3 separate regions of the Mus musculus genome follow, and regions 1 and 3 are each linked to region 2. A link is a contact called in public Hi-C and HiChIP or PLAC-seq data. All regions are on one chromosome and are shown on one strand. Each heading gives the region's core, a stretch centred on a gene start, on an enhancer-like site or on the middle of the called end of the contact. The rest is flanking DNA. Distances are from core to core; before and after follow the strand shown. Region 1 has its middle 70 kb from the start of Gm19585. Region 2 has its middle 130 kb from the start of Gm27217. Region 3 has its middle 87 kb from the start of Gm19585.

Region 1 (3,581 bases), core at 657-3,156, 390 kb before region 2:
AAGAGACAGCTACACATGAAACTCAAGAAAAATGAAGACTGAAGCGTGGACACTATGCCCCTCCTTAGAAGTGGGAACAAAACACCCTTGGAAGGAGTTACAGAGACAAAGTTTGGAGCTGAGATGAAAGGATGGACCATGTAGAGACTGCCATACCCAGGGATCCACCCCATAATCAGCATCCAAACACTGACACCATTGCATACACTAGCAAGATTTTATCGAAAGGACCCAGATGTAGCTGTCTCTTGTGAGGCTGGCCATATTCTTAAACTTTCTATCTACCCTTCTATTCCCACTGTCCATAAAACAGACTAGAAAAATGAGGCATGAAGTCTCTGGTCTGCTGAACCTGGCTTTCTCTGGGGTTTACTTTTGAATAAAATGGATTTCTATTATAATGAGGCTGCCAAGGTGAAGGGCACCTTCTGTTCTCCCAAGTAGAAATGGAGGAAGAGTAGGATTGGTGTGACTCATGCGTATTTTAATTTTGCCTTGTGCAGGGCCTTCGGCTTGAGGTTTTGTTTTCTTCTGGTGCTAAAATCAACATCTTACTGTAAGGCAGGGGGTTAGATCAAAGGGCGAAGTTTGGAGAGAAGGCACAGTGGTTAAGAGTGCATACTGACTGTTCTTGCACAGGTCCTAAGTTTGAATCCCACGACCCATGTCTAAGGGCTCACCACTGACTGTAACTCCAGCTCCATGGGATCAATATCCTCTTCAGGCTTTCATGGGGACTTACATCTCCCCCCCCCCCCACGTACACATGTACACATAACTAAAAATAAAATAAATATTTAAAAATATTCCAGAACATAGGCCAGGAACATTACGCCTAGGGGATCTGATGAGCCCCATAAAAGTCAATACTTCTTTCCCATTTTATAGCCTTCGCTTTGTAGACTGAGTGCTGGGAGCGGAAAAAAAAATGGCCAGGCTCTGGGAGATGGCAGTTTCAAAGTGTTCCATGCCAACGTCCATCTGGGATCCAAAACCCTCCCCTCCCGCTGCTTGTTTCTGTGTGCATGCTGTCTGATGTGTCTCTACATGCCTCTGTGATTGCACACGGCTGTCAGTCAGGGAAGCAGCAGATACCAACAGATTCTGTCTCACCAGCTGATGGCCCAGGCCGCCTGGGCGGCTGATCAGCAGAGATTCCTTGCAGACCTGCAGGAACTGCTTGTGGCTAACTGTATTTTAAGAAATTGGTTTGCTTTATTTACAGAGTGATCCCTCGAAAGGTTTCCCAGCAGGACCTAAATTGGTGCTTTTGTGCAAAAGAATTAAAAAGCAGGTTCCAGCCGTGTCGTTTATGGAGGTCTGCCGTGTACACAATACAGACAACGCAAGGCCTTAATGTTTTATTAGATTGGAATCATTTCTGGCATTTAAACATTTTGATGAAATTTGTTCAGTTTTCTGGGTGTGTTTTATATGAAAAAATTAAATGTTTTTTTGGCAGTTCTATTAAATAGATACTGGCAACATCTCAACGTAGTTTAGTAATTTAGAAATCAATGATAAAACATTTTATTTAATCCACCAATTGAGAGCTTTATTGTGGTGATTCTCTTTTCTTCTGGGCCACACACGATCACCACAACCATGTGCAAGGAGTAAATGAGAATTAAGGATACAGGATAGGTTCTTTTCACTCAAGAAAACCAGCCAAAAATCCACCTCCATACTGAGACTGCCCCAGATGTGATTGAGGGGACTCGGGGAAGGTGTCACACATAGGTAGAGGTACACAGGATGCTTTGCATTTGCCAAGGAGGGTAAGCTGAGTCTCAGTGCCAACCTTGTTCCTTTGTTCAGGGCACAGAACCGTGACCTAGCACTCCTCACGAAGCCTGGAGTGCTTCCCCTTTCTCAAATGACACTTGTGCTTCTGCCGTGGCTTCTTGAGCTTTCTTTTCTAAAAGCCTTAGCTTCCGGGTTGGTTTCTCTTCACAAATCGGCCACAAGTACCAAGGCTAAGATGTTTCTCCTTTGTGCCTTGACCCCTATTTCATGAGATTGCTCTGAGAATCTCCTGTGGATTAGCACATAGATCTATATGTAGCCAGCGTCTGTTGAGTGACTTTGTCGTGCTCAGATGGATGCCATTAAAGTTAAGGCAGTCCACATTTGGACCTAGAAACCACATTAGTCATATTGTAGGGAGAAACTCAGAGTCCTCCTTCCTAGCACTCTCTTCCTAGTGTGATGGACTATGATCCTTCCTTACTTGTGATGTCCATTCTTTTCCTAGTATCCAGGATCCATACTGGGCAAAAGTACGTCCTTGCCTGTGATCTGTGATAGGCAGTGATGATCCTTCCTCATCTGTGACTCTAGGGTAATTGTCCTCTGTTGGGATAGAAATGCAACTGGCATAAACTCAAGGTGGTAAATGTCCAGTGACTGTCATGAAAAGCTATTGATCTCTGCAGTGAGCAGCTTTGGGAAAACCTCAGAGGTAGGATTTCTTGGGCCGGTGGTCTGGCTGTGCAGGTTAAAGTGCATCACTCACACACCTGGCCATTTGAATTCTATCGCTGGAGCCTCTTGTAAAGGTAGACGTAGAGAATCAACTTCACAGTGTTGTCCTCTGATCTTCTCAGATTAGAGGGGGCACAGCCCCTCCCCCACAGTCCTTTACCCTGCACCCTCCCTCACAGACACACACACACACACACACACACACACACACACACACACACTTAGGATACTTTCCTGTTGAGCTGATCCTGGAGAGGCTTCACCTCAGAATTTCTTCCCTTAGTTTTTAAATTAGGAAAAGAGAGAAAGAGAAGATTTGGATGCCATGATGGATGGAAAAAGGGGAGAAAGTAGGGAGAAGGACAAATTCCTGGGAGAACAGGGCCACATGCACCTTTGACTATGTGTAAGAGAAGACTTGAAGGGAGAACATCTTCTCAGTTAGGAAAACAAACCTACAGCCATCAACATACAAGATGTAATCACAGAAATCAGGGAAAGGGTCTAATCTGGGTAGCTTTGGAAATATAACTAAGCCCAAATAGCCAAGTGGCTGGGCATGAAATGACCTGTCTTTCAGTTTAATTTTCATAGTGGACAACCTACCAAGAGTCAGACATAGGGACAAAGGAAAAGGTGGGACTCAGTCCCTGGAAAGCACTGAGCTTTCTTCTTTGGTGACGTGAGATTTTGGTCAGCCCTGTTTTATTTCTGGGTGTCTGTGGAAAGGATAGCTGCTAGTGAATTTTCCTAGTGGTTCTTGTTTATGGTCTCGGAATATAGAGCTGCCACCCTGCTCTGTTTGTCCCACCCTCTTCTACTTTCATCTCTCTCTCACTGAGCTGTTGCCATTTTTTACTCCATATTGCCTATTGTACACCATATAGTTTTCCAGAGTTGTGGCTGAGAGAGGAGGAATAGATGTTTCCAGGGGGACACATCAGGAGCATTTTTCATTGTTGCTAGATCACAAGACATTGTCAGGGAAGAGTTACTCCTTGATGCTTCCCGATAAGCTCAGGGACCCCATGAGCCCAAGGACAGCCTAGGAGACTCAGAGGGTGCAGATGCCACTGGACTGCTAGACATTTCCCATC
Region 2 (3,428 bases), core at 337-2,836:
AGGTACAGCATCAAAAAGGGAGGTATATATATATATATATATATATATATATGCCTAGGATTTGATGACAAAGAGCAAGTGAAAACCATGGGTCATTCTACTTTTTGTTCTACATCTATGCATGGCAAAAATAATGCTCTGCCATAAACTGTACTCAGACTTCTGCTGAAGCAATCAGCAAGCTGTCTCCTTCAAATAAGGAGTAAAGCTGAGTATTGTTCAGTTCCTGTTTGGCACTTTCATACTGCTACCAGGTATCAACAAAGGCATATTTGGAATATTTGTGTCATGCAGCCATGGCCTGGGGTATTTTCTTATATATATATATGAATGATAGGGTTCAGAAAGAGTAGAAGGAGCTTTCATTTTGCCTGAATTGTATTCTACATTAAGTAAATTTTGTTCTCATGAAATTTCAGAATGCTTTAATAACTTGCCCAAAGACATACAATTGCTCTATTATTATTATCAACTCAAGATCTATGCTTAGGACTGTTAAGTGTGAAGAATGAACACTCTACTTCTTGAAATTCTGAAGATAGTTTGTCCTCAGTTTTGATGAAGAGCACAATTATAGCTTTGAGGATTCAAGCATATTAGCTATATCTTTTTTTTTTTTTTTGCTGTGATAAAACAGGAACTTTGAACAGGTCACATAAGTCAAGAACATAGAGAAATAATTCATACTAGTTTGCGCTCAGCTGGTTCTCTCTACTCTTACAGTTCAGGATTCCTTGGCTAGGGAATAGTGCCTCCCACAGTGGTGGGTTTTCACACATCAATTAACATGATCAGGATAGCAATGGGCATGTCCACAAACCAACCTGACCTAGACAATATCTCATTGAGCCTCACTTCCCAAACCTTAGGTTGTGTCAAGCTGACAATTAAAATGATCCATCACACTAACTACTTCATCAGATATGTGTAACAAATCTCAAAATCTTTGCTGGTTCTGTTCCTCCAAATAATTATCCACACTCTGCCCCTGTTTATAACCCTGTTCCATTTTCCAAAAAAAAAAAATCTCTCTATTATTCACAGGAAACCTACACTCACCTGTTCTGATTTCACAGGGGTATTACATCAGCAATCTGAGCCACTCTGCTGTGTTTAAAGCTGTCTATTACCTTTCATCTAATTTTATGTGCTGGTGTCCTTTGCCCAGTACTCAAGGGTTCATTCTATTCCTATTCCTTTTTGTACATCTCAAAACTGACAAAACAGGTGCATAATGAGTGCTTAAACATTGCTTGACATACTAGAACCATGCAGCAAGTTAACGCAAGTGCTAGTAAATACAACTTAAACCGAAGTGTTTTTATCCCCTCACGTTGAGAGTAACATGGAATGTATTTATTATTTAATTTTCGTTGTAACCAAAATGTCTGAGAGAAGCAATATGAGGGAGAACAATTTCAATTTCGCTTTTGACCCCAAAGGGTTTATTTCATAGTTGTTTGTCTCCTGAGCTTGAATAAGATACTACAGCATCAGAAACATGCGGCCAGGAAGCAGAGAGAGTGACAGGAAGTCAAATGAGGTGTAGCCTTCAAAGGCCTTCTCTACAGGCCTACTTCTACTAGCTAGATTCTGCTTCTCAAAGATACCACAGCCCCCAACAGTAGCACCGTAAACGCCTGTGGAACCAATGTTCAAAACAGAAGCAGGTAGAGAGCATTTTCGATTCAAACCACAACAGTAAGCTAGCCATGGCATGATGGTAGTGACCTACTTCTTTCAAACCAAGCCAGCACAAGACTATGAGCTCTTTAAAATAAGTGTCTCACTCATAGCAAACTGACAGGTATGTCACAGCACCAACTCTGGAGTCTAATTCATGCTCAGAGTCATACTTCCGCTAACTGGAGTTCAAGTCTTAATTTATAAAACGGGCTGAGTGTTGACACAAAGAGATGATTGCCCTTGGAAGGTAAGTTTAATGTAGCCCTAGAAATGAGAGATGGGGCCCATCCCACTGAGCTAGAGAAGGAAGATTCTTATACAGGCAGGAGGTAGAACTGGTGTCAGTCGAGTTGGTCCAGAACTTGCACTGTGGCTTTTGCGGTCAAAGGCAGTGGGGATAAAATAAAGGAGTTAAGACTGGTGAATATGAATATTTGCGGTGGGCTTTTGGCTACAGGAAGGTTTTCTATTATTTGGCACCTGGTTCTGAAGGAGAAATATTACTTGGGATGTGAGTTAGATGAGAGCTCCTTGGGAGAAAAGTCTAGGGATTCCTGCATACAAAAGATGCACACCTACCATTAATTCTTTATTAACTCTAAAGTTTCCTGTCACTAGAAAGGGCAGTCTCCCTAACATCATGATTCTTAAGGTTAAAAGCATTACAAATAAAGCATTGAGAATAAAACTCATAGCCAGTACAGTGACATTGAACAAGTTTGTCAACCTGACTTACTTTACTCATCTATAAACTGGGCACAATAATAATAATCATGACACCACAGGGCTGCTGTGAGGGCTAAATGAACTAATATAAAGAGCATGGAGAACAGAGTGTGACGCATAGGGAATATGATATTAAAACCATAGATACTTGTCATCACAATACCTCTCGATGCCCCCCAAAAGGACAAGGATGCTTTGAGAGTTCCAGATGCATGCATGAATGTCAGTATGAATGTGACTTTTCATGACCATATATGTGCATTTCTTTTAAGGAATTTATATTTCTAAGTTCTTAGAAAGAGAAAATGAGTTCTTGAGTTAAGTGGGAAGCAAAGTAAAGACGATCACTTCAGGTAAGGAGACTCCGAGGCTCTGCAGCCCGAGCTGCTGATTTCCTACAGTGCTGATTCCAAGCCATCTGTCTCTGCCTGGGCATTTAAGGCAGACATTTGTCTTTCAAGTTTCTTCCAGCAACATCACAGTCACCAAATGAAGCCTAATCTCTCCCATCTATAACCCAGTGAGGTTTTGTTGGACTGGGTAGCAGCGTTCCCAATTTGAAAGAGAAAAATTGCATCTTTAGACAGCAGCAGCACAAGTCACCTGAGAAGTAGGTATTATTTAGGCCCCTGGTAGACTCTCTTCTATTAGCATCCATATAATGAAAAAGAGAGCAGCAGCATCTGTCTTTTCTTCTTCTGTTAAAGTTCAGTGAAATCTAGCAGACTCTGCCTGTTATGAGCATAGGAAATATCCCAGGTTCTACATTTCTGTTTGTTTGAGACAAGCCATAGCTGGGACTGGCATCATGCTCACGAGGATTCGGAATTTGCCTTAGGTGTTAGAATTCAACGTGCACACTCTCCCCTCCCTGTCCCCATTCTTAAACCCAACGAACCTGGCATTTCAGATATAAAGACACTTAGAGCTAGATAACTGCATGATATTTAAACAGCCCCAAGGATTCCCAAAGTGGGTGGAGGGGCACAGATTTCAGGATTCCACTGGTCATTTCT
Region 3 (3,850 bases), core at 463-2,962, 410 kb before region 2:
TAAAATACAAACCCAGAGTGGAACTAAGAGAGAGCCCTCCTCCCTCCGTAGATAAGATGGGATGCTGCTGTCGTTCAGGCACAAAGTGGCCTGCTGTACTTCAGTCTCAGCTGATAGTCTCACATTTGGCAGGGACTTCCCTATTTTTTCACAGGCCATTTATTTGGGAATGTGTTTTACAGGTGGCCCTGCTGCTGGGTCCAATCCCAGGGCTTATGTGGAGCAGGCCACTGCACATCTTTGTGGCTGAAGAGAGTGTCACTTAATATGGCTACCATTGGCCAATATTTGGGAAATTCTCTCTCTCTCTCTCTTTTTTGTCTCTGCACTTCTCCCTGGCCTGTTGAGAAATCATAGTTCAAATGCCAGCTGAACCCGTCACGAAGGGGTAGGCAAGAGGGTGATTGCTGAAGTTTCCATTTCTGCTTGGGTTCATATATGGTCTCTGGGGGTGACCCTAGGAGCAGGTGGGATTTATTTGTCCCCACTTCCCTTCATTAAAACCTGTCTTGGAAAAGAGTCTATTTGAAGGAGTTATTGAAAGTGGTAGATATTTTCTGCCCACTGGCAGAGGGAGAAGCGATGCACACGTCTGAATAAATAACTGAAAATGGCTTCTCACTGTTCAGGAAGTACAATCAATTTGAAATTAGGATTATGGAAACATCTGCGAAAATTCAAGTGTCATCTCAATTTGGGCTCATTCAGATCCTGTATTTTTCAACTTCCCAAGCAGTGCATTTAAAATCTAATCCTAATTAACACACATAGTTTAATTATAGCCAACAAAATATTCTACAAAAATTGTGTGTGCTGGTTGGGGGGATGGGAGGGGAGGGAGGAGGCGAGGGGGAAAGCCAGACAAGTGTTCCCTGATTGTAAAAATTCTTGTTTGGTTAATAATATAAATCCTCAAGATTTTAAACACACATCCAAGTTTGCTTCTCTTGAATCCAAGTTAAGGAAAGAAAGGAAGGAAGGGAGGAAAGAAGGAAGGGAGAGAGGGAAGGAAGGAGGGAGGGGAGGAAGGAAGGAAGAAAGAAGGAAGACAGAAGGAAAGAAGGAAGAAAGGAAGACAGAAGGAAGGAAGGAGGGAAGGAAGGAAGGAGGGAAGGAAGGAAGGAAGGAAGGAAGGAAGAAAGAAAGAAAGAAAGAAAGAAAGAAAGAAAGAAAGAAAGGACACAGAAGGAAAGAAGGAAGGAGGGAGGGTAGGAAGGAAGGAAGACAGAAGGAAGGAAGGAGGGAGGGAGGAGAGGAAGAAGGAAGAAAGGAGGGAAGGAAGGAAGGAGGGAAGAAAGGAAGGAGGGAAGGAAGAAAGGTCGACAAAAGGAAGAGAGGAACCAAGGTAGGAAGGAAGGGAGGAAAAATAAGCAGAAGCATAGAGCTTGCCTCAATCTTGGTATTATTTTTCACTTCCTTCCCATTTCTTGCTAACCTGGACAGAACAAAAACCTTATTAATTTGGTTCATAGATCCTCTTCTGTGAAGACCCTTGTTGCTTTGCTTATTTTCTTTCTCTGATCAGAAGATAAACCTTTATGACTGTGTATGCGTCCAAAGGAAGAAATAAATCTACTTTTCACGAAGCAAACTTTATGATGTGTTGTTTAGTGGTGAGCGGCCCCTCTAAGGATTTGAGGGCTTAGCTGAGCAGCGTGGCAACGCGGCTGCGAGCTTTATTGGAGCTTCACCCTAATCAGCGAAAACCACGGCAATCAACCATCTTGTAGAATTACCAGAGCTCCCCCCCACCCCCCAGCCCAAGCTTGGAGGAAGTGGGATGTGCAAAGGGAGTGTCAATTTGAAAGAAAACAAACTGAAAGTCACACAAGGAAGAGAGGGAGGGAAAACCACCTTGGAACTCCACACAATTTTAACTAAAATTGACTTTGAGAGAGATCTCAAAAATTCAATTTGGCTTCCTCTCTGTCACTTCTGTATCATCTCAGCTGTAATAGATGTAAGGGGAAGTACGATTTTGCTTCTCTTCCTTTGCATCTTGTTTCTTTGTTACTTAAACACAGAGAACTGACTTTTAAGTCCTCTTTGCTCAGGGGCTCTCAACCTTCCTGATGCTGTGACCGTTTCATCTGGTTCCTCATGACGTGATGATCAACAGCTATAAAATTAGTTTCATTGCTACTTCATTACTGTAAATTTGCTACTGTTGTGAGCTGCAATGTAAATGTCCGTGTTTCTGGATGGTTTTAGGGGATGCTTGTGAAAGGTCTTAGTGGTTTCTTTGCATCGTTACTGTGAGCGATGGGAGAGCTCACAGTATCAGTGTTGGCCTCTCCGTGTCACTGTGGAATCTGGCGCTATGAAATCAGACTCAATTTATTAGGATAATTGAAAGTTTTGAGGAGAGTAGTTTTCCCCTTCTTGGATTAATACAACTGTGGTTTCAGGGTTAATACAACTTAGAGGCTGAGAAGTGTTGACACATTTTATTATCTTTGCCCTGGCTTTGATTATGATTGCAATTCCATTCCTTTGAAGACCATGTTTTAGAGAACCCTATAGCAATGGAGCTCTTTTCAACAGTCCAGGAGGAATGAGGAAATAACAGAGAATGGGCTTTATTTTGGGGGATGCATTTCTCGGCAGAGAGTAGGGAGCTTCAAACCCCTAACCCCACAGGAATATAAGGACTAGTCTTGAAATGATAGCTGTGCAATAAATTTTCATCAATCCCTACCTAGTGCACAGAAGACCTGATGTATCATTCTTACTTCCTCTTTCTTCTCTGACCCCCTTCGCTCTGCTGTGTAGCAGCAGCGTATCCTCCAGTACCACAAGGGAAGAGACCATTTCTTTCCAGAGCTGTCAAAATGCTTAGCCTACCGTCAGGTACAACTAGAGAGGGAAGAACAGGAACTGACCTGCAGAGTAGATTCAATTTACTGCTTTCAATGAGGACATTAGAGACATGATTTTTTTTTTTTGAAGGAGAAGTTGGGGATAAAATATTTACTGAATGAGGCATCCTGATATCTTATTGGAAAAGATCCTAAGTTCTCACTTGAAAAAAAACAAAAACAAAAAACAACATTGTAGAGTAGTCGTGGTCAAGGAAAGACTCAAGATCAGAAAAACTGCAGGGAATTCAGAAGTCAATCAGACTTTGGTGTGGGACCACTGGATCCTGTGACTCCCTATCCGTTGATAGCGCTGCTATGCATTAAGCCCTTGGTCCTGCCTCTGTGGCAGAGATGTAGAGTGCCAGTAATAATCAAATGAGATAAATAATGCTCATAGATTTCTTCTCAAATTGCATGGAAATTAGTTGAGGATCACAAATTCAAGCGATTATTATTAGCCATGGATATTTTTATTTTTATAAAACACCATTTCAAGGTTTGAAGAGAAAAATACAAATAGTTAAACTGTCCTGAACACCACGGGCTGAAACACCCCCAGACTCTCTCATCTTCTAGATTTTGTGTGTATGGAGTTGTATGCATTCTATGAAGGGCTGGCCTTGTTTACTGGTACATCATGGAAGCTGCTGATTTAGAAAAAGGACCAGGCTGGCAGTAACTCTTGATTCCCCTGCCTCAGATCCCAAGTGCTAAGATTACAGACATCCACCACCACTTCTGGCTTTCAAATACACTTATCCAAGTATAACCGCCGATTTAACAGGTATTCTGGTACTGTGCTGATCAAAAAGGAATTATTTTTAAAAATGCACAAAAGAATTAATACCAGTCTCATTTAGTATTGAGAAGCCATCCATTTGCTGCTCTTTCCATTGTTGGGCCCAAACTAACTCGGAGAACAAGTTAAATGAGTGACTTATTCGGCTCAGAGTTTCGGAGGGCTCAGTCGTTGGTCACTTGGCCCGGTG

Evidence for each region. A called contact is a pair of places that touch in the nucleus more often than the background predicts. HiChIP or PLAC-seq counts read pairs in DNA pulled down with a chosen protein or histone mark.
Region 1: a contact with region 2 is called in a Hi-C map of Th1 cells, with 4 times the contacts expected there. The contact joins two enhancer-like sites. A contact is called at or near these places in 1 of 15 datasets of contacts at CTCF or cohesin (pro-B cells), 2 of 484 Hi-C or Micro-C datasets (Th1 cells and cerebellar granule neurons) and 4 of 115 datasets of contacts at active chromatin or transcription factors (SST interneurons, memory CD8 T cells, regulatory T cell precursor and 1 more).
Region 3: a contact with region 2 is called in an H3K27ac HiChIP or PLAC-seq map of regulatory T cell precursor, with 9 times the contacts expected there. The contact joins two enhancer-like sites. A contact is called at or near these places in 1 of 484 Hi-C or Micro-C datasets (CD4 T cells) and 4 of 115 datasets of contacts at active chromatin or transcription factors (memory CD8 T cells, regulatory T cell precursor, thymic regulatory T cells and 1 more).

What each region holds. Positions count from the first base shown.
Region 1 is chr17:52,077,640-52,081,220 of GRCm38.p6, forward strand. No RefSeq gene overlaps it. Among named protein-coding and RNA genes, the nearest start is that of Gm19585, 70 kb to the right of the region's middle. Within about 2 kb of position 1,907, at least 30 of the 459 cell types and tissues checked have an H3K27ac peak or open chromatin away from gene starts, as enhancers often do. A contact at or near this core is called in Th1 cells, memory CD8 T cells and regulatory T cell precursor, where this site is marked.
Region 2 is chr17:52,467,000-52,470,427 of GRCm38.p6, forward strand. No RefSeq gene overlaps it. Among named protein-coding and RNA genes, the nearest start is that of Gm27217, 130 kb to the right of the region's middle. Within about 2 kb of position 1,587, at least 32 of the 459 cell types and tissues checked have an H3K27ac peak or open chromatin away from gene starts, as enhancers often do. A contact at or near this core is called in Th1 cells, memory CD8 T cells, regulatory T cell precursor and 1 more, where this site is marked.
Region 3 is chr17:52,060,574-52,064,423 of GRCm38.p6, forward strand. No RefSeq gene overlaps it. Among named protein-coding and RNA genes, the nearest start is that of Gm19585, 87 kb to the right of the region's middle. Within about 2 kb of position 1,713, at least 25 of the 459 cell types and tissues checked have an H3K27ac peak or open chromatin away from gene starts, as enhancers often do. A contact at or near this core is called in memory CD8 T cells, regulatory T cell precursor and thymic regulatory T cells, where this site is marked.